2 separate regions of the Mus musculus genome follow, and region 2 is linked to region 1. Evidence: chromatin contacts called from public HiChIP or PLAC-seq data. All regions are on one chromosome and are shown on one strand. The core of a region is the stretch at or near the end of the contact, and the rest is flanking DNA. Distances in the headings are between cores, read along the strand shown.

Evidence for each region. HiChIP or PLAC-seq counts read pairs in DNA pulled down with a chosen protein or histone mark.
Region 2: a contact with region 1 is called in an H3K27ac HiChIP or PLAC-seq map of the NIH/3T3 cell line, with 5 times the contacts expected there. The contact joins two enhancer-like sites.

The regions. Positions count from the first base shown.
Region 1 is chr14:71,124,003-71,130,185 of GRCm38.p6, forward strand. No RefSeq gene overlaps it. Among named protein-coding and RNA genes, the nearest start is that of Gm34757, 40 kb to the right of the region's middle. Within about 2 kb of position 4,594, at least 58 of the 459 cell types and tissues checked have an H3K27ac peak or open chromatin away from gene starts, as enhancers often do. A contact at or near this core is called in the NIH/3T3 cell line, where this site is marked.
Region 2 is chr14:71,324,582-71,330,768 of GRCm38.p6, forward strand. No RefSeq gene overlaps it. Among named protein-coding and RNA genes, the nearest start is that of Gm4251, 76 kb to the left of the region's middle. Within about 2 kb of position 2,355, at least 10 of the 459 cell types and tissues checked have an H3K27ac peak or open chromatin away from gene starts, as enhancers often do. A contact at or near this core is called in the NIH/3T3 cell line, where this site is marked.

The DNA.
Region 1 (6,183 bases), core at 3,344-5,843:
CAGTAAGAAACCCACTTAAAAATGGGATTGTGGTATATACTGATGGATCAAAAACTGGTATAGGTGCCTATGTGGCTAATGGTAAAGTGGTATCCAAACAATATAATGAAAATTCACCTCAAGTGGTAGAATGTTTAGTGGTCTTAGAAGTTTTAAAAACCTTTTTAGAACCCCTTAATATTGTGTCAGATTCCTGTTATGTGGTAAATGCAGTAAATCTTTTAGAAGTGGCTGGAGTGATTAAGCCTTCCAGTAGAGTTGCCAATATTTTTCAGCAGATACAATTAGTTTTGTTATCTAGAAGATCTCCTGTTTATATTACTCATGTTAGAGCCCATTCAGGCCTACCTGGCCCCATGGCTCTGGGAAATGATTTGGCAGATAAGGCCACTAAAGTGGTGGCTGCTGCCCTATCATCCCCGGTAGAGGCTGCAAGAAATTTTCATAACAATTTTCATGTGACGGCTGAAACATTACGCAGTCGTTTCTCCTTGACAAGAAAAGAAGCCCGTGACATTGTTACTCAATGTCAAAGCTGCTGTGAGTTCTTGCCAGTTCCTCATGTGGGAATTAACCCACGCGGTATTCGACCTCTACAGGTCTGGCAAATGGATGTTACACATGTTTCTTCCTTTGGAAAACTTCAATATCTCCATGTGTCCATTGACACATGTTCTGGCATCATGTTTGCCTCTCCGTTAACCGGAGAAAAGGCCTCACATGTGATTCAACATTGTCTTGAGGCATGGAGTGCTTGGGGGAAACCCAGACTCCTTAAGACTGATAATGGACCAGCTTATACGTCTCAAAAATTCCAACAGTTCTGCCGTCAGATGGACGTAACCCACCTGACTGGACTTCCATACAACCCTCAAGGACAGGGTATTGTTGAGCGTGCGCATCGCACCCTCAAAGCCTATCTTATAAAACAGAAGAGGGGAACTTTTGAGGAGACTGTACCCCGAGCACCAAGAGTGTCGGTGTCTATGGCACTCTTTACACTCAATTTTTTAAATATTGATGTTCATGGCCATACTGCGGCTGAACGTCATTGTTCAGAGCCAGATAGGCCCAATGAGATGGTTAAATGGAAAAATGTCCTTGATAATAAATGGTATGGCCCGGATCCTATCTTGATAAGATCCAGGGGAGCTGTCTGTGTTTTCCCACAGGATGAAGACAACCCATTTTGGGTACCAGAAAGACTCACCCGAAAAATCCAGACTGACCAAGGGAATACTAATGTCCCTCGTCTTGGTGATGTCCAGGGCGTCAATAATAAAGAGAGAGCAGCGTTGTGGGATAATGTCGACATTTCCACTCCCAATGACGGTGATGTATAATGCTCAAGTATTCTCCTGCTTTTTTACCACTAACTAGGAACTGGGTTTGGCCTTAATTCAGACAGCCTTGGCTCTGTCTGGACAGGTCCAGACGACTGACACCATTAACACTTTGTCAGCCTCAGTGACTACAGTCATAGATGAACAGGCCTCAGCTAATGTCAAGATACAGAGAGGTCTCATGCTGGTTAATCAACTCATAGATCTTGTCCAGATACAACTAGATGTATTATGACAAATAACTCAGCAGGGTTGTGAACAAAAGTTTCCGGGATTGTGTGTTATTTCCATTCAGTATGTTAAATTTACTAGGACAGCTAATTTGTCAAAAAGTCTTTTTCAGTATATGTTACAGAATTGGATGGCTGAATTTGAACAGATCCTTCGGGAATTGAGACTTCAGGTCAACTCCACGCGCTTGGACCTGTCCCTGACCAAAGGATTACCCAATTGGATCTCCTCAGCATTTTCTTTCTTTAAAAAATGGGTGGGATTAATATTATTTGGAGATACACTTTGCTGTGGATTAGTGTTGCTTCTTTGATTGGTCTGTAAGCTTAAGGCCTAAACTAGGAGAGACAAGGTGGTTATTGCCCAGGCGCTTGCAGGACTAGAACATGGAGCTTCCCCTGATATATCTATGCTTAGGCAATAGGTCGCTGGCCACTCAGCTCTTATATCCCATGAGGCTAGACTCATTGCACGGGATAGAGTGAGTGTGCTTCAGCAGCCCGAGAGAGTTGCAAGGCTAAGCACTGCAATGGAAAGGCTCTGCGGCATATATGAGCCTATTCTAGGGAGACATGTCATCTTTCATGAAGGTTCAGTGTCCTAGTTCCCTTCCCCCAGGCAAAACGACACGGGAGCAGGTCAGGGTTGCTCTGGGTAAAAGCCTGTGAGCCTAAGAGCTAATCCTGTACATGGCTCCTTTACCTACACACTGGGGATTTGACCTCTATCTCCACTCTCATTAATATGGGTGGCCTATTGCTCTTATTAAAAGAAAAGGGGGATCTGTGAGGAGCCGCCCTCACATTTGCCATTATAAGATGGCACTGACAGCTGTGTTCTAAGTGGTAAACATAGTCTGCACACATGCAGGGGCAGTTTTCCCACCATGTGTTCTGCCTTTCCCGTGATGACAACTGGGCCGATGGGCTGCAGCCAATCAGGGAGTAATACATCCTAGGTGGAGGATAATTCTCCTTAAAAAGGGATGGGGTTTCGCCATTTGCTTGCTTGCTCTCTTGCACTCTGGCTCCTGAAGATGTAAGCAATAAAGCTTTGCCGCAGAAGATTCTGGTTTGTTGCGTCTTTCCTGGCCGGTCGTGAGAACGTGTCTAATAACACCTGGCTTCGGGTGAAGAATGTTGTGTTTTTTCCCTCTTCTGTGCTGTGTTAATCCTCTATTCTGTTTTGCTCCCTCTTGCATGTATACCATCTAGTCCTCTCCTCTATGTGCCCTTAAACTTGTGCAGCCCTGTCCATCTATGAAACATTCCTAAAGGGAAGTTACCAGGGAGGAGCCAGGGGTATACAGTGTTCTCTATCTGTGTTCTGATTCTTAGGCTAAGTAGAGTGTCTGTACATTCCTTATACATAATCTCCCATACAACTTTGGGTCATCAGAAATGAAAATAGTCCTTCTTTACTCTACCATGTGAATGGCAAAAGCTGTCCATGATCCTTCACATTTCCCGTTTGCAGTTTACACCTCATGGCCTTCCCTGACATCTTTTGTCACCTCTTACCACCCCACAGACCCATGGTTTTTCTTCTCTCTGACCCCGACCTCCATAAAGCTCGACTGATCCCTGGCTTTTCCCCTGTCCCTTCTTTCCCATTGTTTCCCATATCTTGTGGCTGGAACTTCATGTCTACTCACAAGCCCTTTTGGTCTGCCTTGGTCAGAACTTGTTCTTTTGTTGTGGACTTTATGTTGAGCTGACACATGCTGGATCATAGGATGGATCTATGTGGTTGCTCCCTTCCCAGAGTTAATCTTCTCCTGCTGGCCAGCCTTTGAAAGTGCTAGACTCCTGCATTTTATCCTTTCTCCATAAGCCATCAATGATCAAAACGTTGTCTCAAGTTGTCATTGCTATTCCTGGCTATAGTCTCCTTATTGATGTCCTGGTCTCTACCTTGCCTCCTCTTAACCTAAATGCACCATGCTGTTTCTCTACTTGAATGCCCAGCTTCTTACTGAGTGCCCATTCATCTAAGTCTGAATCCATTGTCCGTGGCCTTCCATGATCTAGTGCAACTTGCTTTCAAGAAGCAGCAACTCCTGCCCTCGCCATACCCCATGACTTCTAGGTGATCAAGCACACCACCCTGTCCTCACTATGCCTGGCTAGGTTCCAAGGACTCATTGACAACACACCCTGAGTCTTTGCTCATGCCTTGCCCTTCTCCTGATGTTCCTCACCTGGCAGCTGTAACTGCAATGCTCTGGCTTCTCACTCTGGAAAGTGACATGGCATTCTGACTAAGAATGTCACACCTGGAGTCACACTGATGAGGTTCAAGTCCCAGAGTATTCTGATAGTGCTGTGACTTGGGATCTACACCTCAAGGCTTCCTTTTCCCCTCTGTAAATTTACAGTGAGGCAATTGCAAGTGAGAACAGTGTCCACCTTTTGGGACCATTGTGGAGATTAACATACTGGATGTGCAAAGTGCCCTCTCCAGGGCTGGCTCCGTCTGAAATTCTTGCTAGAGGCAGATCCTAATGATGCTAAAGATGCTTCCATCCTTTAAGATCCAGGTACTTGCTCTGTGACAATGACTTGGACTTTCCAGATGGATACACACGGCATCTCTTACTTATTTAGCATTTGATTTGCATCTAACTCTACCAGTGTACTGTTTTTTATTTTAAATGTTGTCCTCAGTATCTGACTCAGTACCCAATGTTAGACAATCCCACCTCCATGCCTTAAAGACAAATGGCTTTGGCCTTCATCTTTGCTTGATCAGTGGTAGGCCACTGTGATGTACTTATGTGCCAAACTGAGGTCACTGCAGTTGTATCCTGATTTTTTTTTTTCCTGAAGGAGACTCACCAGAAGTCAGGCCCAAAGGCCAGGATAAATCCTTCACTGACTAGGATGGAATGTTTAGAAATTTATCCTTGCCAGTGGGATGCACATTGTCCATCAGCAGTTATAGCTGCAGAAGGGAGAGAGGGAACTGTGTTACATACTTGATGGGTGAGTACATGGGATTGTCAGCCCATGTCCCTTGGCTGTCAGTGAGTGGTGAGTTGGATGACAGTAGCCTGATTGTTCTCTGATCCTGGGTGGTAACATCTGGACTGGACATTCTCGCCAACAGTGATCTCAGAGGGCAAAAATCATGTTGATGCACCAGAGTATGCAAGAGTGGGGCTTTTCAGGGCAGAGTGAGATGCTTTTGTGGGATCCCAGTTGCTGCCAGATGCCTCATAAGCTGCCAGGACATTCTTATGCCTTGGCGTGGTCGGAAGGCAGATGACTGGAGCCTTAGGTGGGTGCTGATGAAAGCCAGGATACTGGTTGCCAGCATCTCCCTAGGATTGAAGTGGACAAGGTTGCATGATGGGTAATCCTTGTCCTAGCTTCCTGGAGTGGAGGAAATGGAGACACGGGGCAGAGAGCACTGGTTCAGGCTCACAGCTGTCCTGGCTTTGTTTTTTCATGCTATGCCAGTATCTGGTCACCTGATTTTGTGTTCCTGGTGTCTCTTCTCTCAAGTTCTAACCTTGGGCTACAGACAAGAGAGGGAGGTGGTTTTAATGATAGTTTTCCAGCTTTGGTCCTTCTTTGAGTATAGCTGTTAGGGTTCCCATTCTAAACTGTTTGCCATAAATCTCTGGGGTCAGTACCAGGGCCCTTTCTTTACCGGACATTTTATTGCCTGTCTATTGGTAGACCTTGGGGGTCACTGATCATTTTGCTACTCTAGATCTTCATCTTCAAATTAGAGGCATTGGTATTCACACCCAGAGGCCTGGCCAAGGAGACTCACAGTCTTCTTAGGGCAACTGGACACTCAGCATGGTTTTTGCCCTATACCTGCTGATGTAGCAAGCTCTGTGACTCTGTTAGGTTAGGCATGATGTTATGGTCTCTTGTTGCATGAGCCGGTGTGACATAGCTCAGGGGAGGAGAGAGGATTGATGGGACTCTAAATATGGGGCAGCATGGGCTTGAGAAAAAGAGGGACTTGGGGACTTCTGAGTGAACGTATTTTGGGAAATGATATCTCTCCTGTGTGGTCCCACAGCTACCAATTAACAGTACTCATCAGTGAAGATAGCCTTTAGAAGGAAGACGGTGCCCCCCGGCCGTCAGAGATGTCCATCTCCACACTGGAAGCCGAGCCGCACTCAGGCCAGCTAACTTGTCATCTTTCATGTGGCCTTGTGGGATGAAGACATTGAATCTGCTGTTCCCATAATGACCTTCAGCAGAGAACCAGGTCAGTTTCTGAGGCTGACATGTCCCCGCTTTGGCCCGCTGCCACCCAGGCAATTAACTTCTGCTATAATTCTGGGCCTCTGCCCCTGCACTCCCCACCAGCCCCTCCCCTTCTAAACAACCATGTTGAACAAGTGACTTACAGGAGGAGGGAAAGGGACTGTCTAGTCTGGAGGCTGAGAGATGACAAGTGCCTGGGCAGAGAGCTGCGTGTTTTGAATCACTGGAGTTGCTGTTCTGGGAGCAGATATGAGGCCGCTGCAGAGAATACTCCAGGCAAACCCTGAGGATAAGTGAGGGTGACATGCTGAAGACAGGAGACTCTCCCAATCACTATCCCCCTGGGGCTGGCCCCAAGCCCTGCCAATTACCTCCCT
Region 2 (6,187 bases), core at 1,105-3,604, 200 kb after region 1:
GGTCCAAGCTCTTTGATTTGCCTCAAGGGCACAAGGACAGAATAAACCAAACCAAACCAAACCAAACCAAACCAAACCAAACCAAACCAAACCAAACCAAACCAAACCAAACCAAGCAAACACACACAAAAATCTAGTGCTGTGGCTGCCTGAGAGAAGTTATTATGACCTGGAGGAGGCAAGAGCAGAAATGCATAACACACAATTAGCATCTGCTAAAGTAGAATTTTGCTATCTATGGGGTAGTCTGAGGAAGACCCACACAACACATGGGCTCTGGGAAGGGAAACAGACCATGTGGTTGAAGGAGAGAGGGATTGGAAATCAGTACCAAAGAAAGACTGTTTCCTCTCATTCCATATTCAATATACCAGGTCAACATACAATCATGCCATTTCATGCTTACAACCCCAGTGGTGCTGTGCTGCCTTCAGATCAACAAATATGTTCTCTACCAAGAAGACTCCAGCATATTCCATGGCAGTTGATCTAAAAAGGCTGGTGTCTTCACCTTGCCAGATCTAGATTCAAAGTGGGAACCCATCTGCTGTTCTTCTGACTAGGAAGTCCTCTTTACTTACCCAGCTCCCTCTGCCATTGCTTGACAGAGTCATGTGACTTTATACAGTTTTCCTAGCCTGCCACCCTGGGCTAAGCCTTCCACCCCCTCTCCATATAGTAGTAGCCTGTACTTTTTCTACCTAGCAATGAACAGAGCTGCAATTATTGGATTCTGTGTCTCCCCATGGTTCATAGGTTGGACACACAAGCCTTAACTTGATTTGTTAGTGGTTTATGGAGGTGAGGTTTTGAGAGATAATAAGGGTCAGGTGCATTCCTGAGAATGGGGTTCCTGTGATGGCATTAGAGACTTTAGAGGAAGACAGGTCAACCCTAGCACATTAGCTCTCTTTTCCCATGAAGACCTCTGCCATGCTGTGATGTAGCAGGAAGGCTTTTGCCAGCTGCTGGATCCATGCTCATGAACTTTCCAGCTTACTAAAATTACCTAGTTTCTGGTATTCTGTCTCAACAACACAAAACAGACTTAGATAAGTTCTCCAGGCTGGAAGAGACTGGAATCCAGGGCTAGTAACTTACCTGCTCTCCAGAGGAGCCGGGCCACACGGGTTACTTTTCTGTAGCTGTGATAAGGACACTTGAAAAAGAAGAAATGTGGGTTGTTCTTCCTCATTTTTATATGCACATGTATGTGTTCCTGAGTGTGTGCACATGTGTGTGTGTGTACACATGCATACATGAGTGTGAGTGCCTGTATGAGCATGTGTATAGTGGCAAGAGGCAAATGCCAGCTACCTCCCTCTACTTCTCTCATTATTTTTACACTTATTATTTATTATTTCACTTTCTTTCTTTCTTTCTTTCTTTCTTTCTTTCTCTCTCTCTCTTTCTTTCTTTCTTTCACTTTCTTTCTTGCTTGCTTTCTTTCACTTTCTTTCTTCCTTTCTTTCTTTCTTTCTTTCTTTCTTTCTTTCTTTCTTTCTTTCTTTCTTTCTTTCTTCCTTTCTTTTGTTTTTCTTTCTTTCTCTCTCTTCTCTTTCTGTCTTTCTTTCTTTTCTCTCTCTCTCTTTCTTTCTTTCTCTCTCTTTTCTTTCTGTCTTTCTTTTGTCTCTTTTTCTCTTTTCTCTCTTTCTCTTTCTTTCTTTCTTTCTTTCTTTCCTTTTTCCTTCCTTTCTTTCTTTCTTCCTTTCTTTTGTTCTTTCTCTCTCTCTTTTCTCTTCCTGTCTTTCTTTCTTTTCTCTCTCTCTTTCTCCCTCTTTTCTTTCTGTCTTTCTTTTCTCTCTTTTTCTCTTTTCTTTTCTCTTTCTCTTTCTTTCTTTCTTCCTTCCTTTCTTTCTTTCTTTCTTTCTTTCTTTCTTTCTTCATCTTTGCTGATGTGTGTGTAAGTACATGTGGTATAGTGCTCACGTGAAGGTCAAAGGACAAAAATATGGGAGTCTATCCTTCTACCATGTGGACCTTGGGATCAGACTCAGGCTTGGCTATAAGTGCCTACACTCCCTGGCTTACTTTCCATTATTTCTTTTGGAGACAAAATCTCTCACTAAGCCTGGATATTATTGCCTGGACAAGACTAGCTGGTTTGCAAGCTGCAGGGATCTTCTTGTTCTACTTCCCCAGAGAGAGGATTATAGATACCCATACTATGCCTGGCTGTTTGTGTGGGTGTGGAGGATCCACACTCAGGCTCCCCTTGCTTGCACAGCAAGGTCTTTACTGAGTGAATCATCTACCTCCATCTCTCTTCTTTCTTTTTAAAGGAGATATTACTTACTTGGCTCGTGACTCATGGGGCTCAGTTCCAGGTTGCTTGGCCTCATTCACTTGGACAGAACACTGCGATGGCAGAAGTACACAGCTGAGAGATGCTTCAGTTCATGGCAGACAGGAAGCAGAGGGAATGGAGGGGACTGGGGATGAATCATTACTTTCAAAGACTTGATACTCTGGAATCTACTTTCTTTAGTTACAGGAACTGGGCATAGTGAGTCTGGGAGTCACAAGCAACAGAGTGTGTTCCTGTCAAATTAAGAACCTGCCTCTCCCTGGAGCCCCAAACTTGTTATTTTCCCCAGTCAGCTAAACTGGAAGAAGTAAGACTTGAGAAATCAAGCCCACCTCCCAAAATAGCATCCCCAGCTGGAAATGTAGTAATTAACATATAAGACTGTGAGGGACGTTTCATATTCAAACTGGGGCATGAGATATAACAGAGAGTTGGTGCTCAATACGTGCCTTGTAAGTCTTTGGGTGAATGAGCAACCGTGGTATAGACAGAGAGGCTCATCTTGGTAACAGTGAGTATAGCCAGCCAGCAACTTGCCCGGTGCAGCATTGACAGGCCTTACTGTGAGAGATTGGATTAGATTGTGTCACACTAAGGGGTTTAGACTTATTCCCACAGGCAGAGGGACCCTTGGAAGTCTTATAAGCTAGAGAGTAACTTAACCTGTTAAGTGGTTTAGAAACACAGCTAGAGGGCACTTGATTCTTGAGTTAACTACCTGGAATTGGCTCTTATCTGATTTCTGAGGGTCTCACTTTTCCAGTTTAGCTAAGGGAGGGAAAACACATTTTGGGTTTCAGTTGTACATAGCATCTGCCTGTGACAACTACTTCCCTTCTGCCAGCCCCCACAGATGCTCCTGTTACCTGTGCCCTAGTTTTATACCTCTTTGGAGCTGTGGCCTGCTGCCCCTTTGTTTGGACAAGATCCATCTGGCACTTGCAACTTGGCTGGTAGCAGCCCATTTGGCAGCAGCCCTTCCCATATACACTGCTTCTGTGCTCAGATCAACACACATTCCCTCACTGGAGCCTCTCTGACCACAGCAGACCATATTGCTCTGTGGAACTCAGGACCACCCAGGTTCAGAACCAGACAGATTCTCTGTCTGCCATTGAGAGGTTCACAGAGGCAGAGGGCCTACTTCTAGCGGTCCCTGGGGTCTGCCTCCTCTTCTAAAGGAGTTGGCGTCCTGAGGAGAAATGCAGTGTCAGGTTATACATCAGGGGGGTGACAAAGCCAGGAAGAGATTCCAGTGGTGCACTCGTAGGCTTTCTGTTACTGTAACAACACGCCTGAGATAATCAACTTAAGAAGATAATAGGTTTGCTTTGGTTCACAGATTTGGAGGTTTTAGTCCATTGTCATTTGACCTTGTAGCTTTTGTGCCTGTGATGAAGCATCACATCAAGGTAGGGATGCACAGAAGAGGAAGCTGCTCACCTCTTGGTGGCCAGGAAGCAATCAAGAAGAGACAGAATCACCACATAATCTCCTCATAAAGCAATGATGTAAAATCTCCCATCATGTCTCACCATTTAGAGTCTTCTGCTTCCTTTCATTTTTTCCAAGCTTTGACCAAGCCTTTGATACTTGGGTCTTGGGGAAAAACTTATTCAAACCATAGCAGATGGCTTGACCCAAGTCTATTGCTTTTCTATTAGATGTGACTACCTGGGTGGGCTCCAAACAAAGAACAGGAGCTATTATTTTCTTCTCAACACAACCACTTATTTTGCCAACCAAATCATGAATTTGGAAATCTTGGATAGCAAAATATTTTATTTATCTCCTTGCAATTGTATGCCACATAGTAGTTATTTAATAAAATAGCATTGATTTGAGTCATTCCAGATGAGAACTGTCATTGTTATCCATAGCCTCAGTGCCATTCATTAAGGCAATGGTGACATGGGGACAAAATAACTGACTTTAGAAGCTCCAAGTGATAGCATGGACAGGCACGCCATCATCACTGTACATCTCAGAGTCCTTAGAAGGAAAGGCACTCCTGCCATACTGGCTCTGCCTCTCTGTTCTAGAGACTGACCCATCTGACTGCATTCTGCGGGGATGGTGCTAAGTCCAGTCTACCTCTCTCTACACACAGTTTCTGGAAGGGGCTGCTTTTCTCTGAACTTGCCTGGTTCAGATGGCACTGGTCTTTCCCTTAAGCTTTCTCATGCCCCATGGCAATTCTGACTTCCTGTCAATACTAGTTTCTAATACATTCCCAGGTTGATTGTAGATCCTTTACTGACTTTTTCCTGGAAAATACTGGTTTCTGATGGAACCTGGTCTGATTGCAAGAGCTCAGGGACCAGAAACATGTCAGTGAGGCAGAAGGTTCTCCATGGCCAAATAGATTTGGCATTGTTGCAAAATATGGAGGACTAGCTAAGCTATGTATTCATAGACTCAACAAACTTGCTCTCTGGTGAACATGGGGGAATTTGGGGGCAGATGAGCACTTTCCTATCTACCCCTTTTAGATGGTCTTATAGGGATCACCTGCATTTAATCTTTTGGACTCTAGTTCAAGAAAGACAATTTCATTTAAAACATTAGTCAGATGTTATCACTTCCATCCATGGAGCTCAGAATCTAGTGAAAGGTAACCCATGGGGAAATTCTACTGGATGCAAGTAATGGGAAAGAAATATGCTAGAGGGTTGATTCATGCAGCTGGATATGGACGCCACCAGCTAGGTGACTCCAGGAATGGACCTAGAGTCATGTAGAAAGAATCTGAGCAGGAAGAAGATCAACTTAGACCCCAGATTCTGTATTTAAGTCATGACAGTTAGCAGGTCCTTGGCCAATGGAGGAAAATTATATTGCTTTCAACCTAATTGCAAAACGGACAGAAGTGAGACACTCTGAAGCCAGTGACTGGCCTGGGGCTTTTCATGAGAACATGGTCACCATCCATAGGGGTGTGCTTCCTCTGAGTCCCAGAGTGGTTTTGAAATAGAACTGCCTCCTAAGTCAGAATATGAGCATTTGACGTGTAAGTGCATGGATAAGGGACAAAAAGAGATTAGTTGCTGATTCTGTGAGTAACCATGTCCCAGGACTGGCCCTGAGGGAAGATGGAGGCTGACACCAGCACATCAGGAAATGATCCTCCCTCTTCCTGTTCCTTAGGCCGAGAATGTTCCCACACACTGAGCCAGAGGGAAACAGGGAGGGAGTCACAGCACAAGTAGCTTAAATAACTCGTGTTTCTTGGGCATTCAGGCTTCTACTTTGATATAAATTCAAAACCTACTAGTTTATTTATTTTATTTGGTTAGGAACCAAGACAATGGTGGCTTCATTGGAAACATGTGTGTGTGTGTGTGTGTGTGTGTGTGTGTGTGTGTGTGTGTGTGTGTGTGTGTGTTTGTGTGTGTGTGTTTCCTTTTTCTTCTTTAAAAACCCTGGGCAACTGACCTAGTTTTTTATTCTCTTTGAACTCAACAGAGGCAGCTCTTCTTCAAAGCAGGCTGTAACATTAAGGTTCTCTGCTTTATGTGGACGAGGGTGAGTCACCCAGTTACTAAAAAAGATGAGCCATGAATGCTGTCTTTTAAAGCTGTCTTTGTGCCCAGAGCTCTTTTGGAATTCTTTTTTTGTTTTCTTTTGAGCACTCCTGACTTGCCCTTAGTACTTAAGTCATGCCAGTTAGCAGGGAAAGCAGGGTGAAGGAAATGTTGTCTATTTGTTTCTCTACTAAACGAGTTTCAGGGAGAATGTGAGGCAAGCAAAGCATTGCTGGTGTACTCCCAGCTCTCGGCGACCCATGTTGGATGAGAGCTTCCTAGTCTTGCACACTTGGGAGGACCACATACACCTGGTTCTGCAGATCGTTCGGTGCACAGCTAGAGCTCAGGTGAG